Linked DNA regions of Drosophila melanogaster: region 1 is linked to region 2. A link is a contact called in public Hi-C data. All regions are on one chromosome and are shown on one strand. The core of a region is the stretch at or near the end of the contact, and the rest is flanking DNA. Distances in the headings are between cores, read along the strand shown. Region 1 holds the start of lncRNA:CR43242 (long non-coding RNA:CR43242). Region 2 holds the start of CG40006.

Region 1 (4,558 bases), core at 412-2,911, 310 kb before region 2:
GCGGCGTTGCTCCTGCGACGCCTTGCCTTCATCTTCCTGTGTGTCCCTGACAACGGAACACGTGCAGGATCGAAAGGGATTAGGATGTCATGGGCCAGGGTATATCGTCAACTGGTTAAGGCAACACTCGGCCAGGGACTACCCTTACCGACCACTGACTCCACTGTCCCTTCTGACCAGGTTCTTGTGTTATCGTGCTCCGCGGATCTCTGCATTGCACCGTTCTTCACCTGGAGTGATTGTCCTTGTATGTCCGCTCACTGGCTAATTCCCTTCTACGTCCTGCGCGTTCTCACAGACCGTTACCTTGTCGACGGGTGCGCGTTTTTCACTGACGGGTTGACTGTTCGCGGCGTTACTCTTACTTTCTCACTGTTCGTTCCCACTCGCGAATCTCTTGTCGCCTTGTTGGTATAGGTGGTCGCGGGGATCGCGTTATTTTTTTGTGCACGGTCCGCTCAGGTACAAGGCCACGTTAGTTCAAGGTGCGTCCTCTTTGTGCTCGTCCAAAGTCCGCATTGTTACCGTTCGACCTTGGGCCTTGGCCGTCCAGAGCTCGAGTCAAAGGTCCAGCGCAATACCGTTAGTTCACGGTCTCTCCACTTTGTCGGGGTCCAAGGTCCATTATTTTCCGTTCGACCTGGCCGCCTGACAACTCTCACATTCCAGCCGTCTTCGCTGTTGCTAAGCAGCTTTCCTAAGTTGTATTTTTTGAGAGTTTTAAGACTCCTCACAGTATTCAGCTCGCGACGTATGAAATCCGCATGTCGTGCCCTAAAATTTAGCAACAAGTTGTATATTTATATTTATTATATAAATATTCATTTTTAACTATGTATGTATGTTTGTATAGTTTTTATGAAATACATTTTTTAAAATGTATATATATTTTTTAAATTTATTTTTTAAATTACAAAAGTTTTATCCACAATTTTAGATAAAATTCATTTGATTTATTAGTTGAAATAATAAACATAATTTTAATTCTGTTATGTTGCTCACAGTCTCATGTTGAAGTATGTCTCCAGTACCATTTTACAAATATTAATTATAAACAATAAAATATATTTATGTGAACGGTTGATAATAATTTAAATAACATTAAGAATAAAAACAATAATGGTCAAGGCATTAATTTTTAAATCATTTTTAAATATGTAACTTCGCTTCTTAGATCAATATTAATTTCGGTTCGAAAATCGTCTTCTACGCTCTCAATTTCACGCGAGGCGGAGTAAGAGCAATTTTGGCCGTCACAAACCTCTTGATATTCGAATGTCTTTGCTTAGACATCGGTAGTCCCCGTGCCGCATGTAATTGGCAATTCTGTATGATCTTGATCAACACTAATCTACAAATCTCTTTAAATGACACAATGAAAATGCTAAGATATGCAAAACTTACGAAAAGCACATTCCCCGCAGGAATCTTCCTTTACTTTCTCAGTCGATTTATTATGTCTTGGCAATCGAGTAACTACAGTTCAATCCACTATACATTAACTGTTGCACAATTTATCGCTACAAAAACCATTACAAAATCAAATGGTTCGGCTAAACAGACGACGCTCTTACTGGCTCTCTCAAGCATTATTTATCATAAAATTTTGAATTGTGAAAAATTGATGCTTGTTTTGCTTTTATTAGTTTTAAGAAGTTTAACTTGTGTTAACTATGGGAAATCTTTATACAAAGTTATTCGATTTAAGCCCCGCCCACACTCTCATGAATAGAAGTAGTAACATTTTCCTTGTTTCGTAGCGTTTAAAGGGGTTTGTTTCCTATATATTCGATGATAGTAGTATCTTATCGTGCATAGGTAATTAAATACCTTCTTTCAAGGTATTTATTTTGAAAGCAACGAAAACATTATGAAGTACGACTTGTTTTTAACAACTGTAAGCTCTTCTTAATTTTTTTCTTCAATATCGATAATATTTAGCGTGTAAGTCGTAAGCTCTACTAACTATGACTATGCCATAGATGCAAGGCAATCGTTGTGCAATAGTTTTTATTTTAGTAAAACAGTGAAATTAAAAACAGTTCGATGACCCATGTAGTTGACTTAAGTTTCAACATAAAATAGACGCATGCGTTTTTTTGTGTTAGAAAAATTTTAAAATAAATTTAAATAAATAAATAGATTTGTAAACTTTTTTCTATTGTAGCTTATCTGTTCTTGCCCGATAGGGCATCCTTTCTTGCAGTGATATGGCTCTGTGTGAATCGGACATTAAGTCGAACAGTTGATAGTCATTAAATCTATCGGGCCTTGAAAATAAATAAAAACATTGTTGAAGCTCGTTGTCATCAATATCTTAAGGTGGTGCTAGTATTGATATATTTGTTAATGGATTTGTATGACGGCATTGATACGAGGGCTCGATCTAGCCAGATTGATGGATGGTCTTCGGGAATAAAAATGTTACAGACCCAGCTGGCAGTAAAAATGGCTGTCAAAAAACCAGTGAGTATACAATCTGCCGATATAGATCATACAATTATTAATACACCCTATGTAGCTTATGACGCCAGTGGTTAATCTAAGGTCCAAACGCCTTGCAGATCCAGAAGTTACATGTTTTGCTCCAATTACTACAGTTGTATCCAAACCATTAATAAGTGGTAAAGCCCTTCCATCCATACTGGAAAGGATAAACAGGGGGGACTGGGACGTTGCCGATGAATACGATCCTCAAAGGCCAAATGAATATGAAAAACTTAAAGAGAAAAGTAATGGCAGTGACAAAAATCGAGCAGGCGTAAGTGATCGAGAAGACCGAGATGACAAAGAAAAAGATCGTAAACGTGGACGCGTCGGTCGTCGAGAATTTTATAGAGACGAAGTCTCAGCCCCTAACCTGAAGCTCAGCGGGTTTGGCCACCGGCAAAACGATGATGACATGTACTTGCCATCTCCGGGCCTTGTAGCTAAACAGGGAGGTGCCACAATCGCTCCCCCTCCTTCCCTCCAAGAAATGTCCATTGATAGTGGTTGTGAAGCCACTAATACTATGCCATATTCTGCCAGCTCGGTGGCCGCCAAAATTATGGCAAAATATGGGTTTAAGGATGGTCAAGGTCTCGGAAAATCGGAGCAGGGCATGGCCATAGCTCTTCAAGTAGAGAAAACCTCCAAACGTGGTGGACGGATCATACACGAAAAAGACGTTTTTCTGCCACCCCTAGCATTGTCGCCACCTTCTATTGGCTCCCAAATAGGAACAAGTCCCAGCCACAAGGCCATGCCTCCTCCCCAGATGGTAGACACGGCGGCTGAGAGTGGTGACATCGGATACAGCATTACGGAGATTATGAAATCACCAAGCAAGGTTGTTCTTCTACGCAACATGGTAGGACCCGGGGACGTTGACGAAGAATTGGAACCCGAGGTAAAAGACGAATGCAACACCAAGTACGGGGAAGTGAACAGTGTAATCATTCACGAATCGTTCGGAACTGTGCCAGAAGATGCAGTTAAAATATTCGTAGAGTTTAGGCGGATCGAAAGTGCAATTAAAGGTTTTTATACATATGTGAATACTTTGTTTGGTAAATAGTTAGCTTTTATTTTTCTTTGCAGCTGTAGTGGACCTTAATGGACGTTTTTTTGGAGGACGTCAAGTGCGAGCGGGGTTTTACAACTATGATAAGTTTAAATGTTTCCAATTACATTAGAACTAATACAACTAAGATTGCATTTATTTTTTTCTAAGTTATTGATAGCCTAAAAAATGTTTACCGCACAGAACTAGTCTTGTAAATTTCTATTAAAAACTACTTTCTATCAAACAAAAACATTTTGACCATATTTATGTATATTTTTATTGTTGGGGTCGCTTACACAGTTTAGGTAACAAAGTGGAATACCCCTGGCTTTAGACCTTATGCTATGTTGGTTGGACCAAAGACACTAGAATAACAAGATGCGTAACGCCATACGATTTTTTTGAAAACGATTTTTTCGGAGCTGTTTTTTTACAGCAAACAGCTCATACAGTGACAGCCGGCAACTGTATGTGTGCACACGTATGCTCATGCATTGTTAATTTGACAAAAAATGCCCTTCACTTTACAAGTTTCTAGACTTTAAATATTTATTATTTTTTATCAATTGTCTCCATTTACAAAATTCCTGTTTTGCATAGCCTTAACGTTGTTATTATTTAGCTTAGAAATAGTAATAGCCGAATCAATGCACAGTGCCGCTCAACTGAATAGGTTGACTATTTTTAAATCCGAAACAAATTTGTATGTATGAATAGCTCAGTTATTAATAGCTGTTAAATAGCAAAGTTTCTGATCTCTTAAATTTGTTTTTATATCATTTTTTTTTTCAAAAACAACAAAAAATCTTCAATTTTTTGGCTTAACTGAATAGGTTTTACGCTTTTGACTTTACTTTTTGTTTGACCGCGTGATTGTAAAAAGTTAAATTCTTTTGTATTCTAAAATATAAATTATCTTTTTTAATCTTTTTCTCAAATGGTCCGCGGAAAACCTTTATCCGATTTTGAAAAAGGTCAAATCAAAGGCTATATTGAATCTGGTTTAAAACA
Region 2 (4,354 bases), core at 1,713-4,212:
AAAGTGTGGGCGTGACCGTTTGGGCGTTTTGTAGGTGAAAGAAGGGGCGTGGCTACGGTGTTTTTACACACACTATACGGATATAAATTGTCAAGGCAAATAAAAAACGAAGAAAATCGAAACATTTTTCAAAGGTGTTGGCGTGGCAACATGGGTCATCAAACTTGCGCTGCGTCTCTAGAATCTGTATGCAGAATCTCAACCTCCTAGCTTTTATAGTTCCTGAGATCCCGACGTTCATACGGACAGACGGACATGGCCATATCGACTCGGCTATTGATCCTGATCAAGAATACGTATATACTTTATATGGTCGGGAACACTTCCTTGTGCCTGTTACAAACTTTTCAACGAATCTAGTATACCCTTTTGCCCTACGAGTAATGGGTAAAGTGAACAAAAATTTAAAAAAATTTTAAAAGCGTGGGCGCGACAGTCAAGTTAAGAATAACTTTATGTGGTCGGAAACGCTTCCATCTACGAGTAGAAGGTATAAAATTAAATATGAATTGGGACATAAAACTACTCGGTCAAAGTAATATTTCCAGTAATTGATCTTTTGAAAATCATCACAGAAAAAAATCAGTTAAAGATTGAATGATTAAAACTAAAATCAGGGTAGATACTATAACTGGAACTAATTTACAAGATTAACAAAAATAAGAAAAAGTATTAAACGTTTGGTTCAGTGTGTTGAGGGGTTTGTGGGCGCTATAGTGCGCGTGGCAAAATGTTTTGGCAAATAAAAAAAAATTAACAAAACTAAAAAAATAACAAAATAATTAATTTTGGTATTTTTTTCATCACTATGGTTTTTATTAAAGGACGCATACCGTCCTTGAAAACTGCGTTCTGACCAATCCTTGCAGGAATTGGATTCTAGGACCTGTGTGCCGTTTACCAAAGTCTAATGTTATCGTTTTCCATCATTTCTGAAACGCGTAAAAAATGATCAATCAATGCTTTAAAGCATTGTTTGGCACATTTACTTGTATGTTGTAGGTCATTATCGTATTGGAACGTCTAAACAAGGCATATTGAGCACCATGTTATTAAAAATGTTGACGCACAGATAACAATCCGTGATGGCTTCAATCCTACATATCGGCAAATCATAACAGTAAAATATGTTTTTAATTTTAAGTTAATTTAAAGTTCAAAGACTGCAATGTTTGTAAAAGGCAAAAGGAAGCGTTTCCCACCATATAAAGTATATCTGTGTATATATATTTGAGATCAGGATCAATAGCCATGTCCGTCTGTGCGTGTGAACGAGATCTAGAGATCTATAGATCTCAGGAACTATAAAATCCAGGAGGTTGAAATTAAGCATACAGATTCAAGAGAAAAAGAAGCAGCGCAAGTTTGATGACCCATTTTGACACTCTCACTCTAACACCCACGAACCACACAAAATTGCGAAGCCCACATTTTTGAAATTATTTTGAGTATTTGTTCATAATTATGTATATTAGTTTTGTAAATTTTTATCGTCTTGCCATAAACCTTTTTGCAAGGCCCATAAACCGCCCGGAATTACCACGCCACAATTGTCCTTCGGTATACCAAAAAAAAAAAAACAAACACCTTGGACACGCCCCTCATTTTCACTAACTAACTACCAAAGCGGTCTCGACTCATTTTAGCAATTTTTAGTTTTTTTTTCTCATCTTATTCCATAATATACATATACCGATATCCCCCAGGCAAATGATGAAATTATGCGTTCGCATTTCCACTTGGCGAGTAACGGGTAATTTTTATCGATATGCCAAAAGCATTTTGGCCACGCCCATTTAATAAGTTTTTTATATATATCCAGTAGCTGTAGCGTTGTATATCGTTTCAAAAATATTCCTCCTCTTTAGTTTTTAATACATTTTTTTTTGTAAATTAATCCCTAAGAATTTTTTAGTTTTTACGTTTTATGGGAACCATAAAGAATTATTTTTTCTTAGTAATTAATGAGTTGACATCATGGTAATATTTTGATGCGATACTCATTTAGTAAAATAGTAAGTTTTATAAATTATAAGTATTTACATAACAGCAATATTCATCATTTCGACCGCATAAGGTACATATTTATTATAAGTATGTTCTCGTCGGGTTTAAAAGCAAAGCTACATATAATAATGCACATTGAATTCGTGTAATTAAATTTGAATATCGGTAACTGTATACAAAAATAAAAGAGAATTGGAAATGTGCATGCAGACTATAATCTATCCCCTACGTAACTCAATTAAAATTCCAAATATGCCTGTGTCCATCGTAACTCTATATTTAACGATTTTTTTTAACTAAAAATTGTTGTATCTGTAAATACGAATTGATATACATAAAATGTTAGGTAGATTAAGTATTATAATACTAAACACTGATGACAGTATCAGGCTTGTAAATACGCCTGATGTTATGAAATGTAAATATATAAATAAATTTTCATCCATGCAACGAAATTTTTTAACTGATATCAACTGGTGGCAAACTTCGTTATCACAGTACCGATATTTAATTTTTTAGGCGCTCGACTTCTGTTAATGTGATTAAATCTTAACTTAAGCCTCATTTTTTTGTGAGTGTACATAATTACTATCCTACACGACACGAATGGACAAAGAGTAATTTAGGGTATTTATAATTTCACAAATAAACTTACAGAACAATATAATATAAATTCTTAGCAAAACCCAGCTGATATCGTACTTTTCCAACGACATGCCAAGCAGTGAACTTCCAACAAAGCCTTAAACTGGTTTTGCTTTAAGATAACTATTGAATTTTGGCTTATGCCTAGATCAGAAGACCGGCAGAAAACAATGCAACAGCTGAGCGCCGATCCGCGCGACCCTAGACTGTTAGTGCGGGCGCTCTCTGTCTGATCCTCTCCTTTTGTCGCTCTTTCTGATTGCGCTCTTTTGATGATAATACTGAACATTTAATGTCGCCCGTGCTTTCATTCATAAGCGGGCAATGCTTGCGAACGGGCGACAACGCGATACGGGATAAAGATACCTTGATAAAGAAATTGTACTCGTATGTACAAGAAGCTGCAGCAGCAAAGGCTTACAAAAGTTTTTAAGTGCCGTGGCAGAAGAGAAAATCTAAAATCTAAAGTGACCAATATTTTAAACAAAAAAACTAAACTCTATATATGATTTGAAAAAAAAAAAAACAGCCAATATGAAGGAGTTTAGCAAAATGTTTGCGCGACGATATAGTTCAGTATCAAGAGACGTAGAGGCCAGCAATCAGCGGCAGTCAGCAGTGACCCCTGGATCTGGGTTGAGCACAGACGCAGATCCTGCGGTGTCTTGTGCCGCTCAGGTAGCACTGCAACGAATCCAGCGCCGCAAAAGTCTCAAGGCAAATCGTTCAATGAATCCGATAGACATACTAAGCAGCTTTTTCAACGAGCCAATCCAAGGCAAACGGAATCGAGTTCCTACCCGTGAGTTTTTGATGAATAAAGAGAATTATGCTTTCTCGATTAAATTTACACATTTTCGTTATATCGTTCGCATTTGGGGGACAACAAAAACCTGATAAAGAGTCATTAAAGTTGTTTAGCATAGCACTCTATGCTTGTTTTTGCATTGATTGTTAAATACCAAAAGCGAATAAAATTAAAAGCAATGCCGACAATGGCATAGTTTGGATTTCTGATTTCGCTGACTATCTTGTCAAACCACAAAATAGCGTGAACAAATTACATATATCAATTACTTACGGATTCCGTTCGACCCTGAACTTGACCATAAAGCAAACCCAAACAACCAGAAACTGAAACATTTAAAACATGTTACTTTCCTTATATGAGTCGTGAGACAAGTGCGATTGCTTGACTTACTGTTGCATAGTATGTTGAAGAGGGCGACAATGATCGAAGGTGACCTTAAATTGCACCGACGACCTTGCTTATATAAGCAAAACGAAAGTTTTTGTGAAAAAATTTAAGGGGATATTGATCGATAACCATACAGGTTATTAAATATTAATAAATTATTTAAAATTCATAATTAAATTCAATCTAACAATTTTAAAAGGTGTGTATTTCACCTTGCTAAGATTTTTTAGAATAGTAATTTGGTTTAAATTATATTAAATTTTATATTTATATAAAAACATTGTACGCGGTTCCTAAAAAACTTTATGTAAAAATGTTTGGCATTTGATTTCATCACATTATATTCCCTGAATCATTAAAAACGAGATCAACCAAATATAATGAAATCGGGATTTCAATTCGTCTAGTATTACAACGCCCTATTTTTAATTAATTTTTTAGCACTTGGATGTGAAAAAGTTTTTTAAATTATTTAAAAATTTATTTGACCTGTAATTACCTTTT

Evidence for each region. Hi-C and Micro-C count contacts between places; a contact is called where the count stands out from the background.
Region 1: a Hi-C map of the Kc167 cell line shows a contact between it and region 2, with 3 times the contacts expected there. A contact is called at or near these places in 1 of 107 Hi-C or Micro-C datasets (the Kc167 cell line) and 1 of 7 datasets of targeted methods (the Kc167 cell line).

Annotation. Positions count from the first base shown.
Region 1 is chr2L:23,066,108-23,070,665 of dm6, reverse strand. It overlaps lncRNA:CR43242 (long non-coding RNA:CR43242), which reads right to left and starts at 1,661. Exons shown (of 2, transcript NR_048041.1): 1 at 1,405-1,661; 2 at 1-774. It overlaps Spf45 (Spf45,), which reads left to right and starts at 2,280. Exons shown (of 3, transcript NM_001042961.3): 1 at 2,280-2,466; 2 at 2,522-3,521; 3 at 3,583-3,792. The coding sequence starts at 2,350. The coding sequence ends at 3,677.
Region 2 is chr2L:22,754,957-22,759,310 of dm6, reverse strand. It overlaps CG40006, which reads left to right and starts at 2,962. Exons shown (of 10, transcript NM_001042936.1): 1 at 2,962-3,454. The coding sequence starts at 3,187.